Regions from separate parts of the Hordeum vulgare genome. Here region 1 is linked to region 2. A link is a contact called in public Hi-C data. All regions are on one chromosome and are shown on one strand. The core of a region is the stretch at or near the end of the contact, and the rest is flanking DNA. Distances in the headings are between cores, read along the strand shown.

Region 1 (4,973 bases), core at 939-3,438, 240 kb after region 2:
CTCGCTCACCGACGCCTCGACGTCTAAGGCCACGACAGCTCGGATCTGCGTCTCTCCAGTCCTAGCCTGTCGATGTTGGTGGACGTTGTTGCCCCAAGCCCTCTGTATGGTTCATTTCGTCGTCTGACCCACCCTGTACGCCTCAAAGCCTCCCCCTTTTTGCTGGAATGAGCGCTCGTGCATTCGGAGGCAGTGCCACCCTTCGGCGGCAAGTGCAGCCCTACCAATCCCCTCCCGACATGGCGGTTTCGACCAACGCGGACTTCCCTGTCTTTGATTCAAGACTCGGCAGCTATGAGATTGCTCAGCTTCGGGCCAGGGAGAGATCCCTGCTTGGCTTGACGGTGTTGGCAGCGGCGGCATCCACGGGTGTCGTTTTCTTCTTGGCGACGCTACCAAGGCCTTCAACTACGCCCCTCTTCGAGCTCAGGGGAAACCCTAGGTCTGGTTACCCCGGACGGGATGGTGACAGCGTCTCGACTTCGTCTTCCTTCTTGAAGGCGCTATCTTGCTTGTTCGCAGTGTCTCCGGTATTGGTTCGGGTGATGTTGGGATTCTTGTCGGTTCGGCATTGTCGCTTGTGGTTCGGGCTTGGTAGGTTTAGCTGTGAAATGTTTCTTATGTTCAGGCCAAGCATCCCTTGCCTTTCTGCTCCATACATGATGTTCACTCATGTATGTGTTCATGTCATGTATTGTATCTCTATGTATTAATTTTATTTTTTTCTATCAATGAAAAGATATGTAAGTTTTGCGTATTCGCGAAAAAAGTCATCTCGAGACGCTCTTAGATTCAAAAATTGACGGCAGGCAAACATTCAAAGAATTACTATAGGGGGCAAGCATTGGCTGTTCTTCTTGCAGGCTTAAGATTTTGACACAAGATCAAAGCAGATCACGGTTACACGATTTTAAGATTTTAAGAACAGTGCTAGCTCAGCTTGACGGTGTCTCGTCGTTTATCCAAAATCTCATTCTCAAATCCCAAGTTCTCCACGCATACATGTACAAGACAGGCTACAGATTTCCAGTTTAATCACCACGGTGACACACACGCACACATGTGGAGTGCTCGATCTAAACTAAACTCTACCGACCATCCCATCTTCTTTACAAGTCTCTCTGAATCCCAAGAACCCAAAACGCAAAGAGACAGCAGTACCGTCTGAGCTCTTGTACTAGGCCTTCCCCGCCATCCCGGCTGCGGCCCTGTCGTTGCTCTTCCTGGTGACCCGGATGTAGAGGAAGATGACGGCCATGATGGCCGCGGCGAACCCGGCGAGGATCACCTCGGCGCCGGCGATGGACCGGTCGTGCTTCCCGCCGCCAGGCCGCGCCGCGGCGTCCGGCCCCTCCGCCGGCAGCGGCGTCGGCGTGTCCGCTGCGGCGCCCAGCAGCTGCCTGGCCATCGCCATGGCGACCACGTCGGCAAGAACCGCCAGAAGCAGAACCAGCCTCGGCTGGGACAAGAAGGCGCGCCTCGCCATTGCAGCCCTCACTGACTCTGTGTGTGGTGTTGGCTCTCCGGAGTTGTGTGAGCTGGAGATGTGAGGAGCGGAGCAGAGCAGGAAAGGGTTAGTGGAGAGTGGGTGCGGGTGAGTGAATATATAGGCCGTGGGCCGAGCTGGAGGCGGGGAGTGAGCTGGAAGCTGACCATGGTCGCATCCCCTGTTGGCTGGCGCACATGAGATTGGAGAGAGGAGGAGGAGGAGGAGGTTGGGATCGGGGGAGATTGTCTCGGAGAGGGCTGGCGCGGGAGCGGGACGGGTGCTGATGTGCTGTGCAGCGGCATGGCTGGCTGGAAGAGTGAGTGCAAGGACGACGTGTCTTTGGTCTAACTTCGAGTGGTTGGGTCTGTACTAGGCTACGTACGTACGATTATGATTATGAAAGCGATGCTATTTTTGCTACGACGGAAAAAAAAAAGGAATATCGTATGCGTTTTCCCTATGCTTCTCCTCTTGTAGTACGACCTTGTTACTCATGCATTCGTTATGATATTCTCCGCTCACTTGTGGCAATATGATCTTCTTTTCCCCGCGTTTTACTTCGGTCTGGGTGTGCCTTTTCGTGCATTTTGCGTTTGAGCGTGCGCTGCACATACATTTGGGAGCCGTGCAGTGCAGTGCCGCTGTTTCCAGTTGGGCCGGCAGTCAACATTGACCGTTGCCGAAAGCGCGCGGCGACCATCTCCCTCTCCTTGTTTGGTGGAGCGGGGAGGGGAGAGGAGAGGACGGACGGCTTGCTGTCTCACGGCAACGTCCAGCTGGATGCCAGCCGGCTAGCTAGTAGCGAGGCTACACGACTAGTACTCCTACTCCTACGGGCTACCACTGCAGTCAGAATACGCGTTTGGTGCCGGGGCGCGGGGCGCCTGCCCTACCTACAGTATCTACTCGTACGTACTCCCTCCGTTTGTTTTTAATCCACATATAAGATTTGGTCAAAGGCCAACTTCATAAACTTTGACTAAATTTATAAAATAAAATATCAACATTTATAATATTGAATCAATATTAGTAGATGCACCATAATATTAATTTTCATAGCATATAGGTTTAGTATTATAGATGTTATATCTTTTGATATATATTTGGTCAAACTTTGTATCACTTGACTTTGACCATATCTTATATGCAGACTAAAAAGAAACGGAGGGAGTACGTGCAAACATTACGGTATGCTCGGCTTCATTTACCTTCACCTTTCCTAGCTAGTACTCCGGTGTGAGGAGAACGATGTTTTGGCTCTCGGCCTCAATGGAGACCGAAATTTTTAAAAAATACAAGATTTGAAATTTTTGGTTTCAAAAATATCTTAAAATAATTGTACAACTAAATAAGGATGTGAGCCATATGTGTGTAAAAATTCAGGTTGAAGTACTTTATAACACGAGCTCTAAAAAAAAGATAAATTCATGGTCTGAAAAAGATGAATAGTATCATGTGTTAAGTCTTAGATTTGTCTTTTTTACACATCTTTCATTTTAATGTATTTAGTTCTGAAATTTTACACACTTATGTGTTATACCTTCATCTATCCACCATGTACTTTTTCTTGTCAGAATTTTTTAAAATGTGTAAATACGAATTTTCACAAAATTTAGATCTCGCATTTCGAGGCCTCTATGGAGCTCGGCCTCCAAACGAAATATCCATTCGGATGAGGCTGTTCACGGATCTAATAAACCCGGACGGAGGGAGTACTAGTGAGCACGTAAGGGCATCTCCACCCCCCCTCCCCCCCCCCCCCCCCGCCCTTTTCTACCATCGGCATCGAAAAAACGATCCAGTCGTGCCCTCAGGACACCGAATTCCGCCGCTTCGGCCCATTTTTTGGCCCAACGATCCCAGGCGGAATGCAGCGCAGTGGGGGCACTTGGGGGCTCCGACGGAAGGAGAAGTGGTGTGTGGGCCACCACTGTCAGGCGAGAAACGCCTTTTCCCGCCCAGGTTCAACCCGCGAGCGGAAGGACGACACTTCCCCTTTCGTCCACATGCCGATCCCAGCGCCACCCACCTGCCCACGACCGTTGCTCTGGCACTACAAAGGTCATCCCCCTGTCGGAAAGAGAGGGTTTCGCCGCGATAGCCTCCATCCCATTCCTGGGCAAGCTCTCGAGGACTCCGACCACGCAAGCGGGGATACCGACGGCTGCCCACCCACCACGCCCATGAGGTATTCGGCGATAGACTCCGATGAAGAGGAGGCGTTCGCGGCTCTGATGGAGGAGGAAACCGAGACCGAGGCCGAAGCTCAAGAGAACCTCATGATCCTCGCCGCTCTCGCCGACCTGTTCGCGAAGAATGCAAAGTTGCGGCGAGGTGGCTCGGCGCCGGGCTGCCGCAAGAGCAAGCAAAAGCATCGAATGGAGGGTTATTGATTGCTCTACGCCGACTACTTCGCTGACGCTCCACTGCACGGTGATAAAGTATTTGAGCGTCGTTATTGGGTGGGTCGAAATCTCTTCCTCAAGATTGTGAATGCCATCCGGGAGTTCAACAACTATTTCATTTGCAAGAAGGATTACATTGACACAGTTGGATTCTCCTCACTTCAGAAGTGCACGACAACTATGAGGATGCTTGCATACGGAGCTTTCGGTAATATACAGGAAAACTATGGACGCATATTTGATATGTTTTAATTTGTGTTCGAATTATAAGCGTGCTTCATTAAACTACTTGATTTGTATTGATTTTTGTCATGAACTATATGATAAAAAATGTATTTTTGAATTTATGTCGAAGTGTGCCGAATTTATGTTTAAAATCGACAATTGGGGGTCAAACTTGGGGCGACGGCTGGAAACCAAAGCTCCTCTCCTCACGGCGAAAAAAGCGTCGACCGACAAACCTCCAAGAAGCGCTATTTAACGTTTTTGGGGGTCGAACGGCTGGAGATGATCGGAACGAGCAGGTGTAATATTTCATGTCCCTCGTGGTTGTGCTTCGATTTCGTAGAGTCATCCAGCCAAACCCAGCTCGCGGTTTCATTCTCTCGACCGTCTGCTTTAACCCCGGGGCGCAAGATAAAATTGGACCCATCACTTGAGCCGGCCACAAAAGCATCGGACCGACAAAGCATGCACTGTCTCGAATCAAGGGAAAGGCTCCGTACCAAGGATCTGGATCCGCAATCCAGCTTCATGTCAATTCTAAACACTGCATCAGCAAACAGCAAGTGGGAGAGGCCTGCAAGACGCATTTAACAAAGCTGTTTCCCCTGCTAATAAGTGGTGTTTTAGTTACCCTGCCTTTTTGTAGCCTGCATGACTAAGCAACTTAGACCCCAAGCCTTGATCTGGTCCAAATCTAAAGCAAATGGAGAATCTCCCTAAAGAAACCACGCACGCGGTCAGGTCGGTCTTGGTCGACAGCAGGTTAACGCAAATGCGATCCACTGAGCAGCCGAAGAATCCACCGTCAACCTGCCATGCCATGTAGTAGACGATGTGTTCGCCGGTCTCGGGAA
Region 2 (5,206 bases), core at 1,540-4,039:
TAATATGGATCGGATGGGAGTATTTTTTTATCTACTAACAGCAGGCAGTGCCCTGCCGTATTCCCTTCAAAGAAGAAAATAAATCTTCTGGGTAGAGCTACTCCAGTTCTTTATATCACATTCTTCAACCATATACCGGTGCGTAACTCTATAAGTGCCTATTTTCGCTGGTTGTGGCTTTTATTTGATCTTTTGTACTTCAGTAGTTGAACTTCGTACTCGAACCTTAATAAATACCCCCTCTGTCCCAAAATAAGTGTCTCACTTTATATTAAAGTTATTACATAGTTGTACTAGAGTTGAGACACTTATTTTGGGACGGAGGGAGTATATGGCTGTGTGCATTTTGATAATGTAGAGGCCGGGGGTGACCCTCTTTTTCCAAAAAAAACTGTACAAGTGTCTACTTCACATTATATTGAGTGTATAAGTAAGCATCTATTATTGTTTCCCATCCATATTATGGTGTAGGCGCGTAATACTTCAGGCAACAAAACTCTGTTGATATAATATGGATATCCCTAAAAGAATACAAAATTACATGCGATGTTGAACAAACTGCATTAATTAATGGTGTATACTGCCACACATATGCAACTTGGACCCTTTCAATAGTGGTTTCTGTGTACGTTTTACAGGAACATTTAAGTTATTTACTCACATTATAATTGGGAGTAAAAAGGACCTTTTCCTAGTATATTAATCATGAGGACAAAACTCCTCCATTGTTAAGTACATCTGCTTTTAGGGTGCCAATGGTAGCTCATGGAAAGAGCATATGATTCAAAGTTTTGAACTTAAAACAATAATACTCACCAACTCACTGCGAAGCTTTTTATTTTGCTCAAGGGCAGAATCCTTTTCCTTCGTCAATTTTGTAATTAAAGCCAACAGCTGGATTAGAGGAAGGGATGTGGTTATTCAGCCAGAAACAATAATTATAAGTGAAATCCAAAGAAGATTACATTCCCATTGAACAAGTAACATGATACCAGGAAGGCTGGCACAATCACTAGTTAAACACTAAAACAAGCTAAATTATAAGATATCCATGTAACTAATGCCAGTTGTATGATGTCTATAGGGAACTAAAAGGATGGCCAAGACGATAAGAACAAACAGTCCCAAAGATCTAAAGCAAATTAACTGGATGGAGAGCAATACCCATGTATGCACAGTTAAAAAATAATATAAATACACTTAATCATATAATTCCAATATGAAGCAACTAAAAATCGATCATATGCCTTATTCTTAGTACAGGAAACCTATTAGTAGGCAAAAACGATTAACAAGGCATAGAGCTATGAATGAGTAGAATCAGCAAGGATCAAAATGTGTCAAATAAGTATCTTTGGTATTTTACTTTGCCGTGTGACCTGGCTGTTAGTATTGCACACAGAACAACAACTAAGGAAGACAAGAACTGCCAAACTGCTTTGGAAGGCAAAAGAACACACCTCAAGGGGCTGTGCTTCAGGGCCTGTATGTGTTCTTGTTTCCTGCAGCAAACAACCAACATGTTAAAAATTATACAAAAAAATATAGAACTATAGAGAAAAAACTTAAGTAGCACATACAACAGCATGTCCTGCAGCCCTCAGTAATTCTTCAGTCCTTACAGCTGGTCCAGTAGGTGACCCCACCTCCTGAAAACACATCATTTATGTCCTTAAGGACTCACACTACCAGAGAAATATGAATATCACGTATGAAACATTCAGTAGACTTACTGTCCCCAGGTCAGCTGATCTCAAGGACACCGAGCCACTCGACAGCTCCGATGCGCTCCTCCCATGATCCGCAATTCTCTGCATAGGCGCCAAGATTCGCTGTGGCCCATCGCTTTCCTCCGCAATCTCCGACGGCGATTCGGGTGGCATCACATAAGTGACCCTCATCCTCACCTCCTCAACAATGTTACCCTCTTGTTTCATGAACTAAGAAACCCACAAGTCCATTGTCAACCTAAAGCCATGAACCACATAAAAACTACACTCTAGTCTAGTACTACCATTACCATTTGAGGGGTGATGTCCTTGGCCGATAAGCCATCGGCGACGACCACGCTTTGCACCAGGAATTTGTCCTTGCACTGCAGGTCCGGTGGTGCAACAGTCTGGGCCTGCATCGTCACTGGTCCACAAAAACGCGTTGAAACATCTCCCATTAAAATGAAATAAAAGGAGGACTCTGGAGCCTGAACTTGAGCAGTTTCTTGAGCTCTAGCTGGTCCAGTGAACACAACAACAACAGCACAGTACCTACAACTTGGCAGGTGGACCGCGGCCGCACGACGCCATTGTTGGGGCGCACGCAGTACTTCTTGGGGCTCGTCGTCTTAACCTACTACCCGTCACGCATCACAGGGGCACCAAGAAAAGCATAACTCATAAGAGAATCCCTCGAGAGGCTAAAGCGACAGGATTTTTCTAGGATTAAACACGGCGGCTAACAGGAGAATCACCTTAAAGGCGACGGTCCTGTCGGTCTTGTTGGTCATCTTGAGGGGGCAGGAGATCTGCTTGTCGAGCTCGACTGGGCATGCCAAGAAATTGCGGAGGGGTCAGCGGGAAAATTCAAGAGAAAAGCAATCTAAAGCGGGAGGAAGGTGGCACGGGGGCGAGAGGAGCGGTGAGCTTACAGGGGAACTGGAGCTCGGGCGGGTCGACGTCGAGGAGGTCGCTGGAGGCGGCCATGGCTGCTGTGCCCGCGGAGGAAGGGGGAGTGGTGGGAAAGGGGAGCGCAGGGTGCTGGACCGCTGGGGCCGTTACTTCTTTGCCTCTTTGGGTTTGGATGCAAATTCCCGTGGAGTTTTATTTTGGCTAATTTGTTTGAAAACTCTGTGCGTGGTGAGAATGCCTTCCTGTGATTTCATACTCGCTTGATCCAGATTATTTGTCATAAAAATGAATGTATCTAGATGTATTTTAATTTTAAATATATTTTAAATATTTTTACAATAAGTAATTCCGAACAGAACCGTTCTGAATTATAAAACGTTTTAATAAATATGTTAATATAAACTACATAAGGATTTAAATGAGTGAACGAACACACTAAAATGTGTTTATATACATCTGATTTAAGAAAAAGTTTTAAAAATATAGAATTTGAATCATAGGGGGTACTTATTAGCAGGTAATATCAAGGTTTTGGGTCTTTTACTTGTAATAATTGTGCAATATGCATTGCTGATATAGTATTGGCAAACTCTTTTTTTGTGTGTGCGGGGTGATGTATTGCCATGCGACCCAGTGTAATTTACAAAGACCGGGAATAATATGCTGGACTTTCAAATAAGAAGTTAGATTATGGAATTTGTAAGCTGACTGTCCTTTTTCTTTAGTTGACTTAGTATATGGATGGCTCTATCATGGATCACGAAATATGCACCGCCTACTTTTGACAAACAGTAGTTACCTTTATCATTTTTTTTTCTCCGTGAGGCCTCGTTTGGTTAAGGGGGTTTGGGAGGTTTTGAGAGGAAAATCCCCGGAAGGGCCAGAAACCCCACAGATCCTCGGGCGCCCATTTGGTAGGAGGGGTTTGCTTAGCCCAATCCCCTCCGTTCCCCTTCAATCCCTTCCTATCCATGTGTTTCAAAACCCTCCTCGGGGGACTAGTGGAAGCAAAGCCTCGGAGGATTTGAGAGGATTGGATGAAACAAAGGGATTCACCCAATCCGATGAAATCCCTCCCTCTCAAAACCTCCCCAACCCCCCTTAACCAAACGAGGCCTGAAGGTTCTCTATAATGGACGGCTACTACTTTTTGGTAACTATACTCAAAATTTCATCGTTGTTGATTCTATGATAATGGCTACAATCTTCATAATTATTGTACATATTAAGGGGATGCGATTTCTTAAGAAAGAAAAAACATATTAAAGGGATGTGGATACGGTTTAAAAAGCGTAATCTCAAAGATGCCCACACAACCTTTTCAATTTCATCATTAAATGATCTATATTTTCTCATCTTTGTCACAAACTTAGCATTATCGATCTTAATCGGTATCTACAAGAATCAGAAAGTCTTGCGCTTTTTGATCCATGTCAATAGAAATAATTAGTACCCGCAAAAAAATAGAAATAATTAGTAATAATCATTAAACTGGGTTCCTCCAAAACTCTAACCAAAATACTTAGTTCTAGTATCTCTGAAAACCTAAGGCCTATCACAATGCACCCTCTTAGCACGTTATTACAAAAGGATATAAAAACTTAAAAGGCAACTGGCCAAATGCATTGTTTCTTAGGTTGGTGTGTAATGAAGAGGTTGCAAGGGTTGTATGTTAACTAAGTATATTATCATGGAGAGTATCATACGATAGGTTGTTTATTTTGGTTTAGAGTTTTGTAGGAACCTAAGAAACTATACTCCCATGGGTATGTTGCCTTTTATATTCCTTATTACAAAAAGAAAGGGTTGTATGTTAACTAAGTTAGAACAACCTCTCCCCTCTCTCTCTTTCTTCATTAACTACTATACCACATCAGCAAAATGTCTATAAAATCATGCTACAAAAATCTGTACTGAAAGGACCCTTACCATATTATATAGATACCAATCTACCATTTCTTTAATGCAACTAAATATTTGGAAATATATACAGTATTAGGTACTCATACCAGCATATTGGACTGCAAGATTTTTCCATAATTATGTTACTTTGAAATGTTACAATTCCTATGAAGTTTTTGTAAGACAAACTCGTGTGGAGTTTCAACACTCTTTTTCGGTTATTATGGAACCCTTAAGAGCATCTAACAGCCGGACTTACCAAATATGATCCCCTAAACGCCCGCGAATGCGTTCGGTCAGTGACCGGACGTATCCCTATTTGTCTGTTCGCGTAGTCGTATTTTTCAATTTCTTCCTCATATGTCCAGTCACTTGCACGTGATTGGCGGAGAGGAAGAGAGAGAAAGAAAAAATTGATCCGGGATGGGGTCGCATCCTACATGGCGGACTGACCAGACGCGCCCGGGAACCCTCATATCCTCCCTATATTTGTCCTCAATATGAGGATTCACGGACAGCCGGGGTGTATATGGATGATATGAGAGGTCCGATTGGATCACTCTTTCTTTTTTCTCCTGTTCGGTCACAAACTGGACGCGTCTGCGGGCGTATGAGAGGTCATTTGAGGCGTCCAGTTGTAGATGCTCTAACATACGATAAGATTGTTGTCCATCAATTCT

Evidence for each region. Hi-C and Micro-C count contacts between places; a contact is called where the count stands out from the background.
Region 1: a Hi-C map of seedling shows a contact between it and region 2, with 7 times the contacts expected there. The contact joins the promoter of LOC123398939 here to the promoter of LOC123433906 in region 2. A contact is called at or near these places in 6 of 6 Hi-C or Micro-C datasets (leaf, seedling and an unstated tissue) and 1 of 1 datasets of contacts at active chromatin or transcription factors (embryo).

The regions. Positions count from the first base shown.
Region 1 is chr1H:324,989,874-324,994,846 of MorexV3_pseudomolecules_assembly, forward strand. It overlaps LOC123398939, which reads right to left and starts at 2,189. Exons shown (of 2, transcript XM_045093384.1): 1 at 2,064-2,189; 2 at 958-1,858. The coding sequence starts at 2,189. The coding sequence ends at 1,178.
Region 2 is chr1H:324,749,614-324,754,819 of MorexV3_pseudomolecules_assembly, forward strand. LOC123433906 (vesicle-associated protein 1-2-like) reads right to left here and starts at 2,790. Exons shown (of 9, transcript XM_045115482.1): 1 at 2,645-2,790; 2 at 2,468-2,538; 3 at 2,265-2,346; 4 at 2,021-2,136; 5 at 1,734-1,940; 6 at 1,581-1,649; 7 at 1,461-1,502; 8 at 817-894. The coding sequence starts at 2,699.